Linked DNA regions of Zea mays: region 1 is linked to region 2. The links are chromatin contacts, called in public Hi-C maps. All regions are on one chromosome and are shown on one strand. The core of a region is the stretch at or near the end of the contact, and the rest is flanking DNA. Distances in the headings are between cores, read along the strand shown. Region 1 holds the start of LOC100191900 (glyceraldehyde-3-phosphate dehydrogenase, cytosolic). Region 2 holds the start of LOC100192698.

What was found. A called contact is a pair of places that touch in the nucleus more often than the background predicts.
Region 1: a contact with region 2 is called in a Hi-C map of leaf, with 2.8 times the contacts expected there. The contact joins the promoter of LOC100191900 here to the promoter of LOC100192698 in region 2. A contact is called at or near these places in 3 of 25 Hi-C or Micro-C datasets (bundle sheath, ear and leaf).

Annotation. Positions count from the first base shown.
Region 1 is chr4:244,656,435-244,660,884 of Zm-B73-REFERENCE-NAM-5.0, forward strand. LOC100191900 (glyceraldehyde-3-phosphate dehydrogenase, cytosolic) reads right to left here and starts at 2,080. Exons shown (of 14, transcript NM_001137324.1): 1 at 1,774-2,080; 2 at 1,281-1,354; 3 at 1,117-1,175; 4 at 983-1,021; 5 at 501-601. The coding sequence starts at 1,842.
Region 2 is chr4:244,354,068-244,358,808 of Zm-B73-REFERENCE-NAM-5.0, forward strand. It overlaps LOC100192698, which reads right to left and starts at 2,229. Exons shown (of 6, transcript NM_001137901.1): 1 at 2,014-2,229; 2 at 1,734-1,838; 3 at 1,381-1,451; 4 at 528-633; 5 at 1-92. The coding sequence starts at 1,816.

The DNA.
Region 1 (4,450 bases), core at 830-3,329, 300 kb after region 2:
GACATAGGCAGTTGTTAAATCAACAGTGAAGTAAAAAAATGTAATAGTAGAATTAAAAAATCTGCTAGATTCACATTAGCTGCATTGTTCCAGTTAATAATGTGCATTCACTTGCATTACAAAATTTGTAAGGTAGATGGAAAAATAGAAAACAATGCTTTTGTAAAAAAATAAAAACATCATGAATGATCAGTATAGCAGCTGTTTTGTAAAGCCATCACATACATATCATACTTGAGCAACATAGTGAAAGCACATGAAACATAACATAAATGAGATAACAGCAACTATGGTTTGTGTCAGATTAAAGATAATTATTTCAATTGATCCAGTGTTGTAGTTGGGGCCGTAACTGTGTACCTCTGCTCAGGTAGAGCAGTTTTCAAATAACCAGAAGGAAAATGCAAAAAGAACTCTTAATTAGCTCATTGTTGTTAAATGAAACGTCCAGAATCTGAAATTTCAAATATTATAACAAAAAAATAATTTAACTACCTTACCATGTACTTAGCATCAACGAAAGGGTCATTCACAGCCACAACTTCAATATCGTCTCTGCTAGTTGCAATTCGCAGGACCAACCTGCCAATCCGCCCAAAGCCTATAGTAACAAGAAAAGAGGGCAAGAGCAAATCAGAAATAGAATCTGATATAGTTCACCTGGTTCATACTTGCATCAAACTGCAAAGTAACTCAGAAAGCCAAGAATGATCTATTTGCTAAATGTAGTTAGCTAGTGCAACAAATACTCAACCAGGAACTAAAAACTGTCTTTGTAAAACCTTAAAACATAACATCTCATGTCATGTGGTGCAGTTGCAATGCACACCAGATATTAGTGAGAAAGGCCAGCCAAGCCTGAAGACAGAACGCATCAACCAGCAAGGCCAAAGGTGGTCGATGGTCTGTCACATTCAGGTTACAATATGATAGTTTTCATTCACGTCAATTTAGTTCCTAGGATTGTACATAAAGAACTCACCGTTGATGCCGATCTTTGTCTTCTCGCCACTCAAATATTCTACACAGAAACAAAGGGACAACAAAACTATAAATCCACCGCAGGCTGCACGGTTCACATGAAATGTTTCGTTGGTGGGCACAACAGCTACTTACGTGGCACGGCAGGGGGCGCCTGTGTAGCTATCGCTCTCATCGGCTCGATGTGCCTCGCACTTCAATTCACAAGATGTTAGACAGACTGACTGTACCAATGTCTGAAACTACACTTACAAGGCTGACAGGGACGGACTAGGGCCTCAAAAGTAAGCACCACTTACGCCAAAGAGGAGACCGCGACGGAGGGGAAGGCGCGGCCGAAATGGGCTGAACCAGTGCTCCTCACGCACGGAACCTACAACAAATCAGCCAAGTCGCATCAGTGGGGGGCGCCTGCAATGTGCTAGGAATCACACGTCACCGCATCAGGGGTGAGGACACCGCAATCAATGGAACACAAAACTGATGTCCTCCCGTCCGTCCCGAGGGGCACACACAGGGCCGCGAGCCAGCGACAGGGAAAACATATTGCGATTTGGCCAAGCACACGGTCGAGAGCTCCACCGAACCGCCAACGAACTAGGATACGACTATACGAACCAAATCTAGGCGCGGCAATGAAAACCCGCGAAAGGAACCCGCAAACCACCCGCGCGAGGCACGAGCGCGCTGCTCCAGGCTCCAGCAAGCGAATCGCCAACGATATCGAAGAAACGAGAAATACCCAGCATGCACGCGGGAGACGGAGAGGGCACGGGCTACGAGCAGGTATACCTTGACGGGGTCGGCCGCGGCGGCGCGGGATCCGGCGGCGGCGTGGAGGGGCACGGAGAGCGCCGCCATGGATGAGGGCCTGGGAATGGGAGCGGGCGGGGCTGGCCTGCTCGTACGTGTGCTAGGGTTTGACCAACGACGCTCCGCAAGTAGCGAGGGCTTTGCTTGCCTTCCGGGGGCAGGGCGCGGAACGGAAGCGGAGGCGAGCGGAGGGAGGAGAGCGGGGAAGGTGGCGGCGGGGCGGAAGCGTTCAGCGTGTGATCGTGCCTCGTTTCCGTCGTCAAAAGAGAGGAAATGAAATTAAAAGGAGAAAAAAAAAACAATGGTCTGCACTGTGCATGCAGCGCCCCGCCGGCCGCTTGGGTAGGTGGCGGTCTGGTACTCTGGTGCCCGTGCGATCCCGCTGCGTTGGGGTCGGGCCTGCGCTTTTTTGTGCCGCCTGTTCTGCTTCGCCTACCCCACGCCACGCCACACGGAACTCCCAGACTCTGGGCTCTAGCTAATATACTCCAAACCACTCCGGTAAAGACAACGAGGGGTACCATCAGGCTTGCGATTAAGAAAAATAGATCAATTTCCATTCGTCTGTATGCCTCTATGCGGCTACTACCTTTGACCACATCGATGCTGCTCGGTCGCTCCTATACTATAGTCCCACCTAAAACACTTTACTGACTAATTTTAGCATTTTGGCTTCGAAACACTCGCTAATAAATAGCTAGCCAAACGGTTGTCAAACTGTTTATCCATTAATCATTTATATTGCGAATAGATCGTGTAAAGAGAAAGTACATCTATTAGCAAAGACTCTAAACATACTTTTACTAATTGTTGCTAACTAATTATTTGTTGGCTAATTGTTAGCCGCGAGGATCAAACAGAGTCTAAGTAGTCATCTAGGGTTTGGGCTCTGATCATAAGACTGTAAGAGATGAGCTGGGAGCGCGTGGAACTTTACTGCAGAACACACAGGCAATCACCTTCAACAAAAGCACTTGGGAAGCATTGTGCAACCGAAGGTCACCTCTAACGAAAGTACACACGCGCAACTTTGGCGCAGAACAAATTTATGGTTGGTTGGTTGTCCACGCATAGCAGATCAGAATATATACACACAAAGCTAATTGACATGTTACGTAGCAAATATTTTAATTAATATTGTTGTTTTTTCTTAGTAATCACACGAAGCTAAATTCTTCCCGTCGTCATTTTTTTCTCTTCGAAATTAGTGCCGTTGGAGATGCTAATACTCTCGACTGAGCCTACAACTTTAGAGCTTTTTAGGAAATACAAGTGGACACACAGCCATTTCCTGTTAATACAATAGATGTCGCATGCGAAAAGGTCTTAGTTCGACCCGAAATGGCCGATAAAAGCAAAAGCAAAGACATCATCATTGACGATCCTCGCACGTCAAATGTATTGCAAAAGGAGATTGCTCGAAAGGCTCCGGACGATAAGGCTAAAAAGTCCGGAGGCACCGGGGGGCAAGCACAATTAATGAGCCAAGCACGACAGCCTGGCCTGAGCATCACAGACGGTATGGCACCTACGTGCGGACGGTCCGGTGCTCAGACAGACGGTTCGGCTAACTCTGCCGGACAATCCGCCTATGGCCAAAGGCGTCAGCCTCCACACAAAGTCTTAAAAGGGAAAGAGACGCAACAGCATAGCACATATGGTCGGCTCATCAAAACTGACTCTACTTTTGATCAGTTGCTCTCCAAGAATTCTAGCAAGAAGACTGTTCTACGTGATCGGTCAACGAAGAAACCTCGGTCACCTGCTAAAACAAAACGGGTAAACAAAACGGCCCAAAAGGCGACACAACAAGCATCGCATATTCATCCTATGAGACCAGGGTACTTTCCACCTGTTTACTCATCGTTGGTATATTATCCTATTCAAACATGGAATGATACGATGATGAATCTATGGTATATATATAGTCCCTTTGTCTATCTAGACTGGGGGGCACCTCCATTCTATTCCTTTTGAACCATTGACCAAGTGGTCATGGCCGAGAAGAATACAATCTGAAACGACCTTTATACATTGGTGCTTTATTGAATGATCTCCATGTTGAAAAGCCGATGACTTACATCAGGTTTAGTTCATATGCTTTTGGTTCGTCAACCTTCACCAAAAGGCAGGGGGGCATATGTTGGAGACCAAAAGTGTCTCGCGGACGGTCCGACCCTTAGGCCGGACGGTCCGCGGTCCGGACAGTCCGCGGTGGTGTCGCGGACGGTCCGCGCGTGCGCAGAGTCAGTTAGGGTTCCTAGTTTCTCGCGGGATTTGTTTCCTAAAACCACGGGATTAACTCGGAAATCAGTTTGAAGCGGATCCAGACCTCCCCCTTTATATAGATGAAGGGCTACGACCGATTAAACCCCCAACAATCGATTAACTCAAGTCTATTTCTCGTTTTTACCTTATGCATTAGAAGTAGCTCTAGTTTAGCTCTAGTTTAGTATTCCAATCCCCAAATTCTCCGCTTCTCTTCGGCTCTACGTCGATTAGAGGAGTCTAGGTCGGCCTGCCGAGCCTAGACATCACCTAGGATCTCTCCTCCCTGACGGGGTCCCTCCCGGGAGCGAGATCCAGGCGTCGCCGACGACCTTCGCCGCCCCCTGCGCACGCGCGGACCGTCCGGCCCCAGGGCGCGGACCGTCCG
Region 2 (4,741 bases), core at 979-3,478:
CGGTGAGAACATTCTTCAATGCGTCGGCTGTCAAGGGGAAGTGCCCGCTGCCAGTGACGGCTTCACCCAAACGCAAGAAAGGGACGATCAAGCTGCAGAACAGGGGGTCATCAATTAGCAGAGCCAAACATATCGAAACCAGAAAAAAAGAATCTGGTGAAATGAGAAACTTGTCATGGAGCTGCCAAAGAATTAAAAACATGATGGATTACAAGCCTACACCACTGATGTACAGTCAGTTATTCATGTCAAAACTCAAAAGCATGTCTCAGTTGAATTGTAAAGCAAAATTTTTTGAAAGGAAGGGGCAAAAGAAATTGTAAAGCAAAATCAAGGAGATTATTGGTGCTGGGAAGAATTTGATGATATATTCAGTTAGATTTAGTAGAGCCTGCAAAATCCTTAGACCCATATGTTTGGCTTCACCCCTGAAGCTTATGCAATGACCTCACAGAGACTTGAGACATTGGTAGGTGTCTAGGTGATCAGATATGGGCTTTGGCCACCAGGAGATTGATTGTGTGTACCTTAGTTCAATTGGAGTGGCGGCCAAATTTAGAACCATAAGAGTAACAGCATTGCAACGACTTCCCAACATTGCTACAACAACAGCACCAAGAATAACAGTGGTCCCTGGAATCACAAAATGCTCAAGGTTAAGTGATGCTGCTTTGAGGAACAAATGGCTGGATCGCCAATTGATATAATGGCTACTGTTTCCCATTACACAGCGACATAGACATAATGTAGGATTGGCGATTAAGTATGACTGCCGGATTGGTTTGCACTTTGCAGGCATGATTGAGCATGACTGCTGTTGTTGAAGTTCTAAAAAAGTTTAGGCCTCCTTTGGAATACAGGAATTTCACAAGAATCGTACAGAAATTTCACAGAAATCGATTCATTTTCACAGAAAAAACACAGAAAAGGGGAAAAGTTCCCGCATTCCAAAGGAGGCCTTAGTCAATTTAACTTCGGGAAATTTGGATCCATACCATTAAAAGATCACCACTTTGGATCCATACCATTACTATCTCACTTACATGTGGGTCCACATGAGTCAATGACATGTGGGATCCATAGTATATATCTAAAGTTTGGATCTTTTAATGGTATAGATCCAATTGTTCCTTTAACTTATGTCATACTTTTAAGTGTGCCCAAGCTAAAAAGGGGGTTTCTTTTTGGCCTCCCATAGAGCCAATAACATGATAGCTGGGATGAATCAAGAACCAGAAGACATTAGACAGAATACCAACACTGAACCACTAGAAACTTGACAGAGTAAGAATGAATGATGGGGAGAATAGAAAAGATGGGTCACGCTTTAGTTGCACAATAAAGTGGAGGCGATGAAATGCATACTAGGGAGCTCCTTACCACATATCGGAAAGATCCCAATCGTGACACCGAGGGCAGCAGAGAAGGCCAGTTGCTTGGGTTCTGCTCCCCTGCACAGCATTCCAACAGAAGGTTGTCAACAACCTCATTCAAGGAGCAGGTGGAGCCATGGAGGAGACGTGCATGCAAAATCAGGGGCACTGCCGAGCTGAATGCCAAAATCAACAGATTCTTTACGACCTCAATTGAATGAGCTATGTAAAACTGGACGGGTGCTAGTAGCAGATACACCGTGTTATTACTTGTAAGAAAGAAAAAGGAAGCAGATGGACTGAAACGAAGCAATTGGGAGAAGAAGTGCAGCAGGTGGGGAAAAGAGTCGGGGTACCTACCTTCTGATGACCTGCAGCACGGGATCAACGATCTTGGCCTGGAGCCATGGCAGGATGCCAGTCCTGGTGAGAAGAGAGCCCATTCAATTAAGCCGGGGGCATCACCTGTTGGTGGAGTTGAAGGACATGGGTGTACAGTACACATGCACAACCAATATATTTTTTTGCAAAAAAAAAAGTTAATTAGTAATAAAATCGGCTCTCGGATCCGAATACAGATAGCCAAATAGCAGAAAAGGAAGAGAGAGAGAGAGAGAGAGAGAGAAGGGGGTGCGCATGCCTGGTGGGTGCTCGTCGCCTCGCCGGCGAAGGATCCGACGAAGACCTGCGCACCTGGCGTAGGGCGGCGGCGGCGGTCGCCCAGTTGTTGTCGCACGCACGAGACAAGAGGGGTGAACAAAAGGCAGAGGTGAACGCAGTCCGGGGCTCTCGTGGTCCGACCAGGGACGGGGGCAGGAGACGGACGGGCGAGAGGGCCGGAATGGAGGAGGAGGAGGACGCCCAGGAACTGGATCTGGCTGCCCCACTGCACTGCATCGTGGGTCGTGGTCGTGGCAAGCAGAGGTTGCGGGCAAAGCAACGTCGGGTGGGGTGCAAACCGCCAAATCCGTGCAGCTGCAGCCAAACTGATTCCCTCTCTGGTTAGTAAAAAAAAGAAAGAAATAAATAAAAAACTGGCTTTGGACTTTGGACGCCACCACCGGCCATCCTTTTTGCTTGCTTCGACAACCGACGGGCGACACGTGTAAGTGTAACTTTTCAAACAGTCTTCGTACGATGGCGACTTTGTGTGCGTTTGATTTAGTTTGAGATGTGAAAAAATTGCTGTAAAAAGTTAAGGAAAAAGTTTTAAAAAAACATTTGATTCAAACGGTTGTACAAGTAAAACAAACTGTATATTGAGTGTATACAATTTATTTAACTATATCTCACATATTTAAAAGCATATCAGCATATCTAATTAAAAACATATTTCACATTTGTTTTCCTTATATTTTTATAAATAAATCGATTTTGCAATTCTATTTTTAATGTTTTTTATTAAAAATATTTTGTTTTATTTATTGTAACACTTAATTATTTTTAATTCTATTTTAGTTTATATTTATTGCATCTGCTTATTAATATAACGAATTAGACAAGCAGTTAAAGCAAGGTCCAAGCGGTTTTTAGATTTATAATACAGAAAACCTCTTTAGTTTAGTTTCTACCTTTTAAAGCAGAAGCAGGTTCAAAAATGATACCAAACGCACCTTTTCTATTGTTTTCGAAATTTTACTAAAAGTGAATGCTAAACAAAAAAAAATTACGAGACAAAATCGGTAGAAAAATTCAGAAAACAAAAACGGTTTAGGTATGTTTCGACCGTTTCTGAAAATTATCGTATTTATTTGTTAACAATTTTGATAATTTTTTCAGTAAAAAATTAAATCTGAACCAATCTTTGTAAATTTATAATAAACATATCTTAACTTAGAAAGAATTGAAAGAAGTTTTTGCATGCCAACATCATTACATGCATATATTTCCATGGAAAGAAATATGCAGGACAAGGAAGAGCGTCATCAGCTCTCTTCTCTTCAAAGACTAAGAACAGAGTATAGCAAAATCATAGTATTTTTGTCACGTACAACTTCAAACCATAACCATAGTATTCTAAAACTATAGTATTTAAATACTTTGCAATCAAACAGGGCCTTAAAGTTGCCGACTTCTCTGAAGAGTGAAGACGACTGGCGAGCTCTTTTAGTCCACAGCAATGGTTGCGCCGCCCGAGCCAATTCCAAGCTCCATCAGAGACGCCGTGTCCTCCCTCCTCCTCCAGAAGTTGTTGTCAGCCGTAGAGGGCGTCCCTGTTCCAGTAAATGCAGTAGTCATCATACACGACTTAATGCATGAAAGGTACAGCTCCAGATCTTTTCGATAGGTGGTAGGAGGAGGCAATCATCGTACACGATACAGTACTATCCATACCTCTTCTTGAACAAACAGTCTCACTTTCATGTCCTCCAGTTTAAATAATCTTTCGCGCAAAGATTTCGACCTCCCAACCTGTAACACATAGAGTCTAATGCCCGTTTGTTCTGAAATCTAACTAATAGAGTAGTCTATTTTTTTAGAAGCAACTTCAAGAGATTAGCTAAAAAGACTAGCTAAATTTACTGATTTAGCTACTCTTTAAAATAGATTTTACAGAAAAAGTGTAGACTAATCCAACAGACTCGGTAAACCTATGGACTGAATACAGAGTGAAGCAGACTATCAAAAAATAGAGAGCGAAGGTGGAAGTATAGAGAGCCACTAAATTTGAAGAGTTGTTTATAGAGTTTATTGAATACACTTTTCTTCTAATATTAACTAAATTTACCTTTACAAACCATATACCTAGTCTCTTGGAGTTGCTCTAATATTCTATAACTTTCCAAAGTTTATATATAAGCATATCTTAAATTCATGAGCTCATACTACAAATTAATTATATAAATTCACATGCTATTTTTCTAATGTATTCTTTACGGTATAAGTATAGTGTATAACTATCTCTCTCATATGATTTATGATATTATACAAATATATTAATTTAATTAGTTTGTGTCTAAATTATGATCCCGTCCGTTTCGTTGGAATTGAATTCCATTCTAATAATCATAATTTAGACACAAACTAATTAAGTTAATATATTTATATATTATTATAAATCATATGAGACAAATAGTTATACACTATACTTATGCTACTTATGCTATAGAGAAGCAAACAGAAAAGTATACTATAAGTTGTAATTAGAAAAATAGCATGTAAATTTATACAAATCAATTTTCATCTTACTCTATAAATTTAAGATAGGCTTATATATAAACTTTGGGAAGTTGTGGAATGTCACGATCTTAGAAAGTAGCCTATTTCAATAGTTAGATTCTAATTCGTCAAAATAAAGAGAAACAAACGGGCCTAAGGGTCTTTTGATTACTAGGCAGCACAAGTTTCACTACTTCCCAGCCAACATA